Linked DNA regions of Arachis hypogaea: region 1 is linked to region 2. The links are chromatin contacts, called in public Hi-C maps. All regions are on one chromosome and are shown on one strand. Each heading gives the region's core, a stretch centred on a gene start, on an enhancer-like site or on the middle of the called end of the contact. The rest is flanking DNA. Distances are from core to core; before and after follow the strand shown.

The links. A called contact is a pair of places that touch in the nucleus more often than the background predicts.
Region 1: a contact with region 2 is called in a Hi-C map of leaf, with 4 times the contacts expected there. The contact joins the promoter of LOC112789942 here to the enhancer-like site in region 2. A contact is called at or near these places in 3 of 8 Hi-C or Micro-C datasets (leaf and an unstated tissue).

What each region holds. Positions count from the first base shown.
Region 1 is chr3:25,190,604-25,196,832 of arahy.Tifrunner.gnm2.J5K5, forward strand. LOC112789942 (putative multidrug resistance protein) reads left to right here and starts at 4,537. Exons shown (of 7, transcript XM_025832121.3): 1 at 4,537-5,735. The coding sequence starts at 5,556. It overlaps LOC112789943, which reads left to right. Exons shown (of 7, transcript XR_011879645.1): 4 at 679-861; 5 at 1,339-1,490; 6 at 1,734-1,799; 7 at 4,306-4,521.
Region 2 is chr3:25,085,632-25,091,766 of arahy.Tifrunner.gnm2.J5K5, forward strand. LOC112789939 (protein MICRORCHIDIA 6) reads left to right here. Exons shown (of 19, transcript XM_025832119.3): 15 at 52-209; 16 at 288-394; 17 at 539-618; 18 at 835-877; 19 at 1,187-1,613. The coding sequence ends at 1,276. Among protein-coding and RNA genes, the nearest start is that of LOC112789939, 19 kb to the left of the region's middle. Within about 2 kb of position 2,105, at least 2 of the 3 cell types and tissues checked have open chromatin away from gene starts, as enhancers often do.

The DNA.
Region 1 (6,229 bases), core at 3,287-5,786, 110 kb after region 2:
TGGATATGTTTGCATCCCATCGGCTTATCAAAAGACTGAAACTAATGAATTATAGTTGAACAAGTAATACCTAAGTTTATGTCCAACTTTGCTTTTGCTATAATTTAGTTCAAGGAAATTCTGCCAAATCAGTTTAAATGGTGGCCAAACAACATACAAGGATTGAGAGAGGAAATGGGTACACAAAACATTTTCTCTTGATATGTACTGGAGAAAATTTACAAACATCTAAGATCCATAGAGGGTTCAAAAGGATCCCCTATCTGTGGGTTTGACTGTCCGTTAAAATTACAGAGCGTATGTCTAGTTCAAGACACATAATGAATGGCAACTATATATTGTTTAGTGTGTACTGCCATCCTTCTCAACATTACCAAACATGTTCATACTTTAGGTAACTAACTGACTATATTTCATTCCAAATCACTTTTAAACCTAAATTTGTCATCATCAAACTATGTAGTATAAGTATTTCAAGTTACTTTGGCCATTGTTATACGAGAGGATCCCGGGATTATACATATAATTTCTTTGGGTTTTGATGGAATGATATGCTTGATTTCATTGCTTGTTAGCTGTGTGATGGGTATGTTGTTGCTAATTATGTTACTAATAAAGCATAGTTATAGCAAAGGACATGTTTTGTTTTTGATCAATTGTAATAATGTTATTATACAGGTTGGTTTTAAGATGTTCCTTGGTGTTACTGCATCTGTGAGCAACTGGGATGCTGAAGGTACATGTTGTAGTATCATTTTGGAGGATAATCCTTTGGTAGACTTTGTTGAGCTTCCTGACACCTGTCAAGGTCTTTACTATTGCAACATGTTAAGTGGTGTCATTAGAGGAGCCTTAGAGATGGTAAGCTTCTAGTACTATTGCAAGTTAGCAACATCTGAAATGATTTAACATATTAGGCCTACATACCTGAACTTCCATATTCATCAATGTTTATTTTTTTCATCAGTTTTTCTTCTCATTTTCAACTACTGAGAAACTAGCAAAGTGCTTTTTTATGGTTGATGCCGCTTTCTGCTGTTGGCTCCTGAAATAATTTGAGCGATTTAATCATTAAGCAGTTTATTTGTGTGTGGAAATGGGCAGTTTTTAAATCAATTTTTGTCACAAGCTGCCAGTGTCATTTCTCTTCTTTATAAATAATTTTTCCCCAGATACTTGTCATGTACTCAATCTAATTATCTACCATAATTTTTCTTATCATGTTCTGTTTCTTGTGATATTTGGAATCTTTAAAGGTGATTTCTACTTCATATGCTTCATTTCTTTTTCCTTTGTTCGTTGTCATGTCTGATGGTTTCTATGCTTGCCCATGTTCAGGTGTCAATGAAGACTGAGGTCACTTGGATCCGCGATGTGCTTCGAGGTGATGATGTGTTTGAGTTGCAGGTAAAACTTCTCAAGCAGGTCCCCGAGGAGTATCCATACAAGGATGATGAGTGACATTTGTTCTGTAATGTTGTATACTCAAGGTTTTTGTTTCATATTTTCCCAAGTTAGATTATCATCTATCTATCCACCTAATGCTGTGTGTATTATTGTATTTTGATGAAACTTTACAAATACAATAGAAAATATGACTGATTAGATTAACTGAAATTGACATTGACAGAGTACTGCAATCTATCCTTAATTACTTATATCTGAGAGATCCTATACTTGAAAAATAGTTCTTATTTTCTTCTTCATTTTTTATTGCCATTTGCTTGATGCAGATGCTTCATGCTTAAGAAAATAAAGATTAGCAAACATCTTTTTAAGGACACATGAACTCGTCCCAGGTTAGTGATACACAACACGTCTTAATTTATCAAGCCTACATAAATATTCTCAGGAGAGAGGTCAAAGTCATGTTTATAAGGAGATTAGTGTCCTATTTTATAAAATACTATCGAATAATATAAAAAAAATAAAAAAATATTATATAACTTAAATTATAAAAAGACTTTAGTGCCCGTTTTGTCTGGTTGTCAGTGGTAATTTGTCATTTTGATTCGTAGCATTTTGAGGTTTTTGAGAAAAATGTTTACTGAAAGTATAAAAGTGCAACCATAGAGATAAATCAACTTAAATTTTAGGAGAACCAATGATTGTTTAATTACATTAGCTCAAGCCACAAGGGTAATACAAATTTTCTTTAATGGTCTTTTACAACCTGTATTTATATTGTAGGAGTTTAAAATTTCTATCTTAATAATCATTTAAAATTAAAAATAATTTTATAAGATAAGTGTTTTTTTGGAAGCTGTTTTATACTTTTTGAAGGAGGGAGCTTTCTACTATGGTGAAAGTATCTTTGGATGCTTAAAGGACCATGGTTGGTAATGAAAATGGCGATACTGTTGGGGATCTCTCGTAAATATGGATTTCTAAACTTGTTATCATATGAATTATGAACCCAATTTTTATCACAAGCACCCAAAGTTTGGTAACGTGGATAACAAATTACACCTTTACACGCAAAATTTTGTCTGCACAAATCGATAATTTTTATTACTTGTATGGATCATTGAGTCTGAGCAATCTCTTTCTTTCTTTTTAAAAAAAGTCATACTATGATCTAATGTTTTTTTAATAAATCAATAAAGAAATATAAGTCTACCATATAATTATAGTGGTATTTTAGTTTTTTTTTTAATTTAATTTATAATTTCTAATATAATTAAATAACCTTTATTATAAAAAATATTTTGGTCTAATTCTAAAAATATTTTAGTTTAAAGGTTAAGTATAATTGTATAAGGGTTTTTTTTTTAAATATTGTATAAGGGTTTAGTATTTTTAATATTAGATTAAAATTTTTAATTTCTGATATAATCAAACAAATTTAATTAATCCTATAGGATCATGCTAACAATTAAAGAGTATTTTAGTACTTTAAATATTAATTACAAGAATATTTTTGTCTTTTTAAAATTATATCGGGTTTTCAATTTTTAATACAATCAACGAGGGCATTTTTGAACTACAAAGACATTTTTTTCTCTTTAAAATTAATGTAAAAAAAAGTTGGTTAGTCTCTTAAAATGAATTCTGCACAAATTTTAGTCTTTTATAATAAAATTCAAATACTAACTTCTAATACAATTACTTGCTTAAACCTCAAGTATTAATTTTAGATATTAATGTTTAGAGTTTAATTTTGATGCACTAACAGTGTAAAGCGTTTTACACAGTCGTGCAGTCGTTACGTAATTGAATGCATGTGTAAAACTACTTTATACTGATAGTGCATTAAAATTAAGTTATAATTTTTAATACAATTAATTTCTAATCCAAATTAATAGTAGGAGACTAGGAGGAGAAGATGCATAATTTAAAAGATTCAACTAGAGATTCAACTAGGAGCTCGCCACTAAAGGTTAAAAAGAAAAAAGAAGTTAAAGGTATTTGGTTCAACTTTATTAAAAATATTTTTTTTTTGGTTTCTCACACTATTACCTAATCAGATAGGTTAACTGGTCAAGGACTAATTGTGGTGGTCTGAGCTCCATTTAAAGATTTGTCATTGGCCAATGAGTTATTACATGCACAAGACAGGATTTGAACTCTCGACACTTATTTAAACAGTCGAGTGAGCTGACTACTTGATGAACCAAGTTGGTTGATTACAAATATTATGTAATCACTCATTATTTTTGTTTTTCAATCATATATTATCTTTACCTCATTGATAATAGTAATTGAATATTAGCTTTATTATCTGAACAAAAGTGACATATACACGAGACTGGGTTATATATTAACTTTTACAAGAAAGAGTCAAAATTAATTTACTTTACATTAGATAGATTAACTTTGTATACAGACAAATTTCTCTCACTAACTTGGTAAAAATCTCCCAGATTGACATATTAGAAGATCATGCAAAAATATTTTTATGTTGAAAATATTAAATTAAACTGATTTTATTTTTATGATATATTTATTTTCTCTGTCCAACAAGACTTGCTGTGGATGCCAATGATAACCGAACCATAGTAACCTCAGAACAAAATGACACATTCTACACCAAAACTAAATAAATAAATAAATAATGAAAACCAGATCCTTCTGTGTAGCTTAAAGGTTAAATAGAAAGCTTATGCATCCATCATCACAAATATTTAAAAAGTGAGAAGTCTATGCTAAGCGGAATAAAGTGCAAATTCAAATTCTTATTGTACTGAACGAACATATATACCAGACAATATACTAAATAATAATCCAGAATTAAACTTCGCCTATGACCAAATCAAGTTGATGCAACAAAGATTGTCTCAATCTCTCACAGGCTTTTCTTGTTAGGTGTGGCCGGCAGCAATACACATTATAAACTGCCAGGTTAGATAATTACAATTCGGTTCCTTAATCCTTACAAGTGGCAAAAACTATAAAAAAAAAAAAAATCAGAGATTGAAGTAACTATCCATGACAAAATATGACACTTACATTACTGATTAAAGAATTTAATTTTGATATGATACATTGTCATCTAATAAAGATTTATTATATTAATAACTTTTGAAATAACAATTAGTCGACTCAAACAGTATAATTTTATTTATATGACAATATTTATTTTACACTGATTTATTTTATTATTATACATGTATATTAATTTATATTGATATGGAATGAAGCCGTACTGATTGAGAATTAACAAAAAAAAGAAAGATAAAATTATGTTTGAATCCCTAATGTGACTTTGGCCCTACATAATACATGATAATACAAATTAAAACGCCTTAGAAATATCGAATGATTATTGCCTTCCTAAGTTGGCAAAACATTTTTTACTAGTTTCAATTGGCCACACTCATTATCTGACAGTTAACAAAGGAATCATTCTCTGCAAGTCTATATAACCTGAAGATGACAAAATACAAAAGAGCCCATGGAATAAAATTAATGCATCTGGCTAAATTAACTATGTCTAGAACCACGATATTAAACAACCAACCATACAAAGTTACACAGACAATGTATCAATATCATGGTAATTAAAAAATGACATGAATATTTTATATTTGAAGAGTTTAACAGCTTTTTCTTTTCTTTGTTGAAGAATTATATAATTGATGTATAGATTCATTTTTTATCTTGTACAAAAATCAACTTTCATTTAGAGGAATAAAGTAATAAGATCAAATTCTAAACTTATTGGCGAAAAATTTCTAATATCTTGTTAAATCATTTTCATGAGAAAGTTAAATTGTTATGTATATAGGCACAAAAATGATTATAGTTAAAATAAAATAACTAAATTTTGAATAAAATATATTTGCCCGGCGGCCATTTTCACTCTATGTCCATGTTTTATCAAACGGCCTTGTTTCTAAAATGACAACAACAAGAGCCATTTGTTAGTCCATACTCATCTATTTAACTAAGAATCTGACCAAGCATATATAAATCTTTTTCAAGTATATATTTTAGTGCATTAGTGACATATGTAGCTTAATAAATCTCTAGTAGAGGGGGAAAAAAATAAAAAATAGGGTATATATCTTTCATTTCATTCTCTCCAAAGAGAGCATCAAGTGAAGGTAGCAATAATGGGGAACAATAGCATGTTTCGTTATGCCGATGGTGTGGACAAGTTGTTAATGTTGTTTGGGACCATCGGAAGCATTGGTGATGGATTGCAGAACCCTCTTATGATGTATATTCTTAGTGATGTTATCAATGCTTATGGAGACAAGAATACCAAATTGGGTATGCATGATGTGAACAAGGTGAGAGCTTGTTCATTTAAATTTAAATAATCTATATATAATTATTCTCTTTTGCCATACATATATTTAAATCTTTATGTGATATGCTTCATCTATTCTAATGTAATATGCACCTTTTTAGGAAATTGCTTTTTGTTAATCTCTTAGCATTTATTCAATTTAGAACTTACATTTTTCTTGTGAGAAATTCAAGAAACAATTTTTTTTTTCATTAGCTCTTCATTGATCTAAAAAAAAAAAGAATTTCAGCATAAGGCTTTCTTCTATCAGTTTAAGTATGTGGGACAAATAATTTTATGACAGATATAAAACAATTTATATATCTTTGTTCAATAGCATGAAATATTGATGTAGAGAAATCACGATATAGTATTAAAATTTTATACGAAAAAGTAGAGTTTATTTTTCTTATCCTTTATTCCGAAAATTTTGATTTTTAGGAATATGATTAGGCAACAACTTTTGATATTTCCTGACTTCGCCTTATTATTTAT
Region 2 (6,135 bases), core at 855-3,354:
ATTTTTAAGCATTGATATCTGAGATGACTAGGACTCTTAAAATTTATGTAGGGACGTGCATTGTAGATTGCTCGGGTATCGCGAAAAATATCCAGTTCCTAAAGCGAAACAAGCCGAACTCAATAGAAGTTCCTACTCTGTTGATGCTAAAGCAGCAAATGAAAATGCTGAACTACGCAAGAGAACCATGCGAAACACATCTGAGCAAGGTAACTGCTTATGTGATAATCAAGATTCTGCGTCACTATCTTAATGTAATCTAATTTGTATATCCTGACTTGGTTCAGGATCTAATAACAAGAGGAAGATATATGAATCGGTAGACCTCCATAATTCGAAAAAGCATGCAAAGGAAGAGAATATTAAAGGTGTTGGCTTATCTCAGAATATGCAGGTCGGTAGTAACTTCGTTTGTTATGTTGAAATTGGTCCATCTTGTTCATATGTATATGATATGTATTTATTGAAAACCATATTCCTCCAATTTTGATAACTTCAGTATTCTGATGGCAACTTCTGCCTGTGTGTTTGATGGTAGGTTATTCCGTCTCCTGCGGAGCAGATGCTAGACCAAGAGACCTTAATATTATTGGAAGAAAACCAGAAACTACGGACAAAGTGAGTATACTTCTGTTTCGTGTTTACCACAACAGCAACGGTCTTGATCGCGTGGGATGCTGTTGCTCAGCAACTTAGATTTTCTTGATTCTTGATCAATTCTTGCAGTCCAATACAACCTCCATTCTATTTTTATCCCATTTTTTCAATTTGATTTTCACAATGGAGTTTTAATATAGTTATATATTGATATGCTTTTAAATCTTTACCCTGCAGATGTTTGGAATCTGAAAAGATACAAGAAGAACTTAATCTTAAGGTAATCTGCACTGTCTAATTTTATTCATAATATATACTATTATCCTTGAAGGAGAGCCTTAGAGCAATGGTCGAGTTGTCTCTGTGTGACTTCAAGGTTACATGTTCAAGCCCTGGAACCTAGTCTTTATGTCCATTGTCTCGATATCTCTATATTTGTAACTTATATCCCAAGATACTTACTAAACACAGTTGCCTGATGCAATTGAAGTTTGTTAAATTAGATATTCTCTATTAACTGCATAGAATGAAGTAGTTCAGTTGTTTTGGCTTCTGTGACCTACGAAAAAAATGGTTTATGATTTTACAGGTAACAGATCTTAGAAGTAAAATAGAAGAAGCCAGAGGGCAGCATAATCTACTATTGGCTCAACTACAACTGCTAGATGTGAAAGATTAGTACTACTTGTAGTAGTAGTTGTAGGTGTAGCTGTAACAATTGGCAGTGCTCAAATTCTTTTATTTGTACTAGTGTTGTACCATATGTATAGTTTCACTTTCACACGCTAGGTAGGTGTGTAGCTAGCCAATTTTGGTTTTTGGAGGGGCATAGTGGTCAATGCTGTAAGCTAGTTTGGTTTATATGCCTTGGTTAGTCTTCATTTCAAGGTTTGTAACATCAGGGGTTTTTTGGTAAGTTAAGAAATTTAGCCACAAAAGCTTAAGATTTTTCTCTTCTGTATACATGTAACATGATAAACCATTATTTGTGAAATGAGCAAGGCAATCTTTTCGTCTCTCTATGGTCTTCTTTAATATTTGAACAAATATTTATTGACTTGAGCCAACGTAAAGATGAATGGAATGAAATTTCATGAAATATGGAAATAATTTAATATTTTAACAATATTTTTCTTAAATAAAAGATAATTTTGTAAATACAGTTATACTATTAAATTTTATATTTGTGGATATGTAAAATATACTTTAATTATTTAATTATTTTTTATAATTTTATTAAATTTATAGTTAGGTATTTATATTTTTTTTTCTTTTTAATTGGCTTTATATATTGTTTTTAATTTTGTAATTAGGTTCTTTTCGTATAAAACAAATAAACTAGCCCGCTTTCTAAAAAAGCCCACAACATCAATGGATCATTTTAGAAGTGACCAAAAAACATTTGGCTTAGTTTGCCCAATTTGTTCGGGCCACGGGATCTCTAAATAATGTTTGACTTGACTTGCATGGCAACTAAAGCCCAGTCAGGTCATTAGAAACCCTCTACAGCTCAGTCACTACTCTAATATGCGATAACTCAGAAACCCTCTACAGCTCAGTCACTACTCTAATATGCGATAACTCTCTTAATATCAAAGTAACTATCCACCATCACAAGATGGGAAGATATGGGGCTGAGGCTAGGTTACTACCCTATTTCTATAAATACTCATTTAACTCATGTATTTTTTTAATTTCAATTTACTTGAACTTACCTAAAACTCTTGCTAAATTAAAAATCGAAGTCTTTTACAGATTTCTTATTTGGTGAATAAGTTGGAATATTCGTCAAATGGAGTCTGAACCTTTCGTCTAGGTCCACATCCAATTGGTTCAAAGTAACCATACAGAATATTGTCGTTGTTGTCGGGGACTTAAAAGTCTACACCAACCATGGCACATGTTCATCTAGAAGATGGACGTATATCGCCAGATTCAGACTCCCATAGCGGAGGTCATCTCGATAATGATAGAGCACCCTTTATATCCAAAATTCGAAAAGATGGAAGGATGCTGAGGAGGAAAGAGACAAAGCGGACCTAGGAGGACGAAGGATAGATTCCCAAATTCACACCCCTGAAGGAACAGGGAATAGAAACGCAACGGAGATAATGGTATTGGTTCATGGTCATCAAGGCTGTTTGGAATAGCTGGAGGTCGAGTTAGAGTGACATCTTGAGTCTAAATGACTCCTTCAGAGAGAATTACGAAGTTGTAGAAAGCTTGAATAAAAATTGAAGAGGTTCGAATTCGACCTCAAAGGCTAAAGACGTCGTGAAGATCGTAATTCAACTTGTTTAGGAACTGAAGATCCCTTTTCGGAAGATATCATGCTTGCTAGAGGTGGGTATACGGGCCAGCCCGATCCGTTTAACCTAGACCACAACTGGCTAAATATAAACGGACCGAACTGAATCAGCTCGCAGTATATAGCCAGCATGATATCTTCCAAAAAGGGATCTTCAGTTCCCAAAGGAGTTGAACTACGATTATATATGGATTGCTTTGAGAGAGGCCCGTGTCTGCACTGCATTGATCCACAGTTTTGCGGGCTAGCCAAAATCACAAATTATTTTCTCTGTCACTTTTTTTTTTGCATTGCTATTATCAAATTCATGAGGTAGGACTAAAAAATTGACAAGGAAATGGCCATAAAAAAGACATAAATCTTGCATAGCAATAAATTGATATTTATGTCAATTTTAAGTCTAAATAAAGAATTAAAAAATAAATACTAAGGTGAAAAAAATAAGTTTTAAATGGATTATTAACTTTTAGCCCATATAAATATATTTTTGTTAATATTATATATATCTAAAGTGGGCTAATGGGTTGGCCTGCTAAACTGCGGGTTCAACCCATTTAACCCATGAGTTAAATGGTATGGATTGAAAAACCCATTAAAATTGGATAAAAAAAATTACGGATTTAAATGATGCAAATTGCGAATTAAATGAGTTGACCCACAGATCATGACCTGCATACCCAGCTCTAATGCAGGCTAAAGTTCTTAGGAACTTTAAGTGCCCGAATATGAATCTTTATGATGGAACTTCGAACCCTTGACATCACTTAAACAATTTTAAAAGTCATATGTACCTGACAGATATGTTTGACGCAACTCGATGCAAGGCCTTTTCGACCACTTTGACCAAATCTACCATGAAGTGGTTCAATGACCTTCCGCCTAGGCCGGTCACCTGCTTTCACGACTTGGCAAAAAACTTCCTCATACGTTTTTCAATTTAAAAAAATAAGGTAAAATGTGCTCTGAGCCTCGTAGGTGTCAAACAAAAAGTTGGAAATACCTTTAGAGCTTGCATAAAGAACTTTAATAAGGATTATTTAAAAATTAAAAATCTACCTACTAAACAGCCATTATGGGACTTATTAATAGTCCATATCGAAGAAGCACAAAACCTTTTTATACGAGGTACGATAACGGGTTGAAAAATATATCAATATGGAATAAACTACTCAAATAAGAAAGCATACAAACGAATGGGACAATACACACTAGGCCCGAGATAAAAAGAAGGATCAAAGGAAGAAAGAAGGAGACAATTTGAATAGACCCATAATGTACCACTCTAACACTCCTTTGTACGTGTCTTTGGTAGATATTTACAGGGAGATATACCACACTGAAAAAGATACTACCACCAAGGCCAATTCAGAGGAAAAAGAGAAAATCGTTCAGACTATTATGAGTATCGTCGTATTTATGGTCACTCCACAAACGACTGCTACGATTTGAAAAATGTGTTAGGAAAGCTAACCAGAGAAGAAAAGTTGGACAAATATCTTGTTGGAAGATCAGGTGAAACCAACAAAAGGAAGCATGAATAGGAGGATAGAAAAAAACTAGGGCAACCAACCAACACTCCTGAAAGACATGTCTATGTCATTGTCGGCGGGTTCGTAGCAGAAGAAATAACCAAATCCTCCATAAGAGGCACTTAAAGGAGGTCTACCAAGTTGTGGAAAATGAAGGAATGTCTGACTTTTCCACAATCATCTTCACAAAAGAGGATGCTAAAGGAGTTATCCTTGGCCATGATGAAAACCATGATTCTAGCCAATGTCAACCTCCACAAGATGTTGGTAGATTACGGAAGTTTAGCAGACATCCTATTTAAGCATGTTTTCAATAAACCTGGTTTGGAAGAAAAGGATTTGCAGGCATATCCAAACACATTCTTTGGATGCGAGAAACCCCAATTCAGCCTTTAGGATACATTACTCTGTATACTACCTTTGGTAAGGGTTTGAAGGTATGAACAGTGAGTGTCAACTATATTGCAATGGATATTCCATCAGCTTACAACACCTTAATAGGTCAGGCAACATTAAATCAACTTGTCACGGTAGTATCAACTCTTCATCTCTGCATAAAATTCTTCACTCAAGATAGTCACCTTAAGAAGAGATCAGAAAATCAGAGGAGGGGGGATAAATGCTACAATGAAAGCTTAAATTTGTGGGATAGCCTTAGGGGTAAGGAAGTCCATATAATAGAGCTCGGTAGTGTTCGAGTAAGAGAGGACATGAGACCTCAGCCTGAGGGAAAAATAGAAGTATAAATCGAAAATGAGATTGAAAAAATTACAAATGTTGGAGCCAATCTAGTACAAGGGATAAAAGAGGATCTCGTTAACTTGCTTAAATAGAATATCAATCTCTTCGCATGAAGAGCTTCTGATATGTCAGGTATACAACCTAATCTCGTGTGTCACAAGTTGGCCGTTTATCCAAGGTCACGACCTGTATAGCAAGGATGACAAAAGCTTAGTCTTGAGAGAGTACAGGTCGTATAAGAACAAGTTTAGACACTCTTGAAAGCAGAATTTATTAAGGAAGCCAAGTATCCCTTGTGGCTAGCAAATGTAGTTTTGGTAAATCTTTAGAGATCCTAGAAGGTATTATTTGGATTATAGATCGAGATATAAAGATGGTTATACCTACAATAAAAAAAATTACATGTGAAGAAAATGAAGTCTGTCACAGCATTAGGCAAGTTGGTATCATCACCAACAGCAAAAACAATTAACTAAACTATCTTTAATAGTGACAGAGGTCAAAAGACAGGCAGAAACAAAAATAGCGCCCTATCGAGAGCGATAACAACACCATTTAGGGGCAATAGAAGTCCCAGGCACAAGTTCAAATGAAAGAAATCACACTACATTACTCAGGAAATGAAATTTGTTATTACCCTAAATTCTCCAAAAATAACCCCTTTCTTGGACACCTTTCAGAAATTAGAAAGCAAGCAAAATCTTCGATACAACAATAAAATATGCCAAAAATGACCAACTAAGTATGAAAGACACAAAAAAGAAAAGAAGAAAAGAAATTCAACTTTAAAAAAAAGTACAAAATGTAGTAAAGAATGTTTGGAGTCTTGGAAATAACAATGGCAAATACAGAAACGAAAAAACTTGGAAGTAGAAGAGATGGTGAAAAAAAAGAGTTTCTTGGAAGCAAAAAAGATGAAGAAGAAGAGAACTTTTAACGAGGAAAAAAAAAGAAAATTTT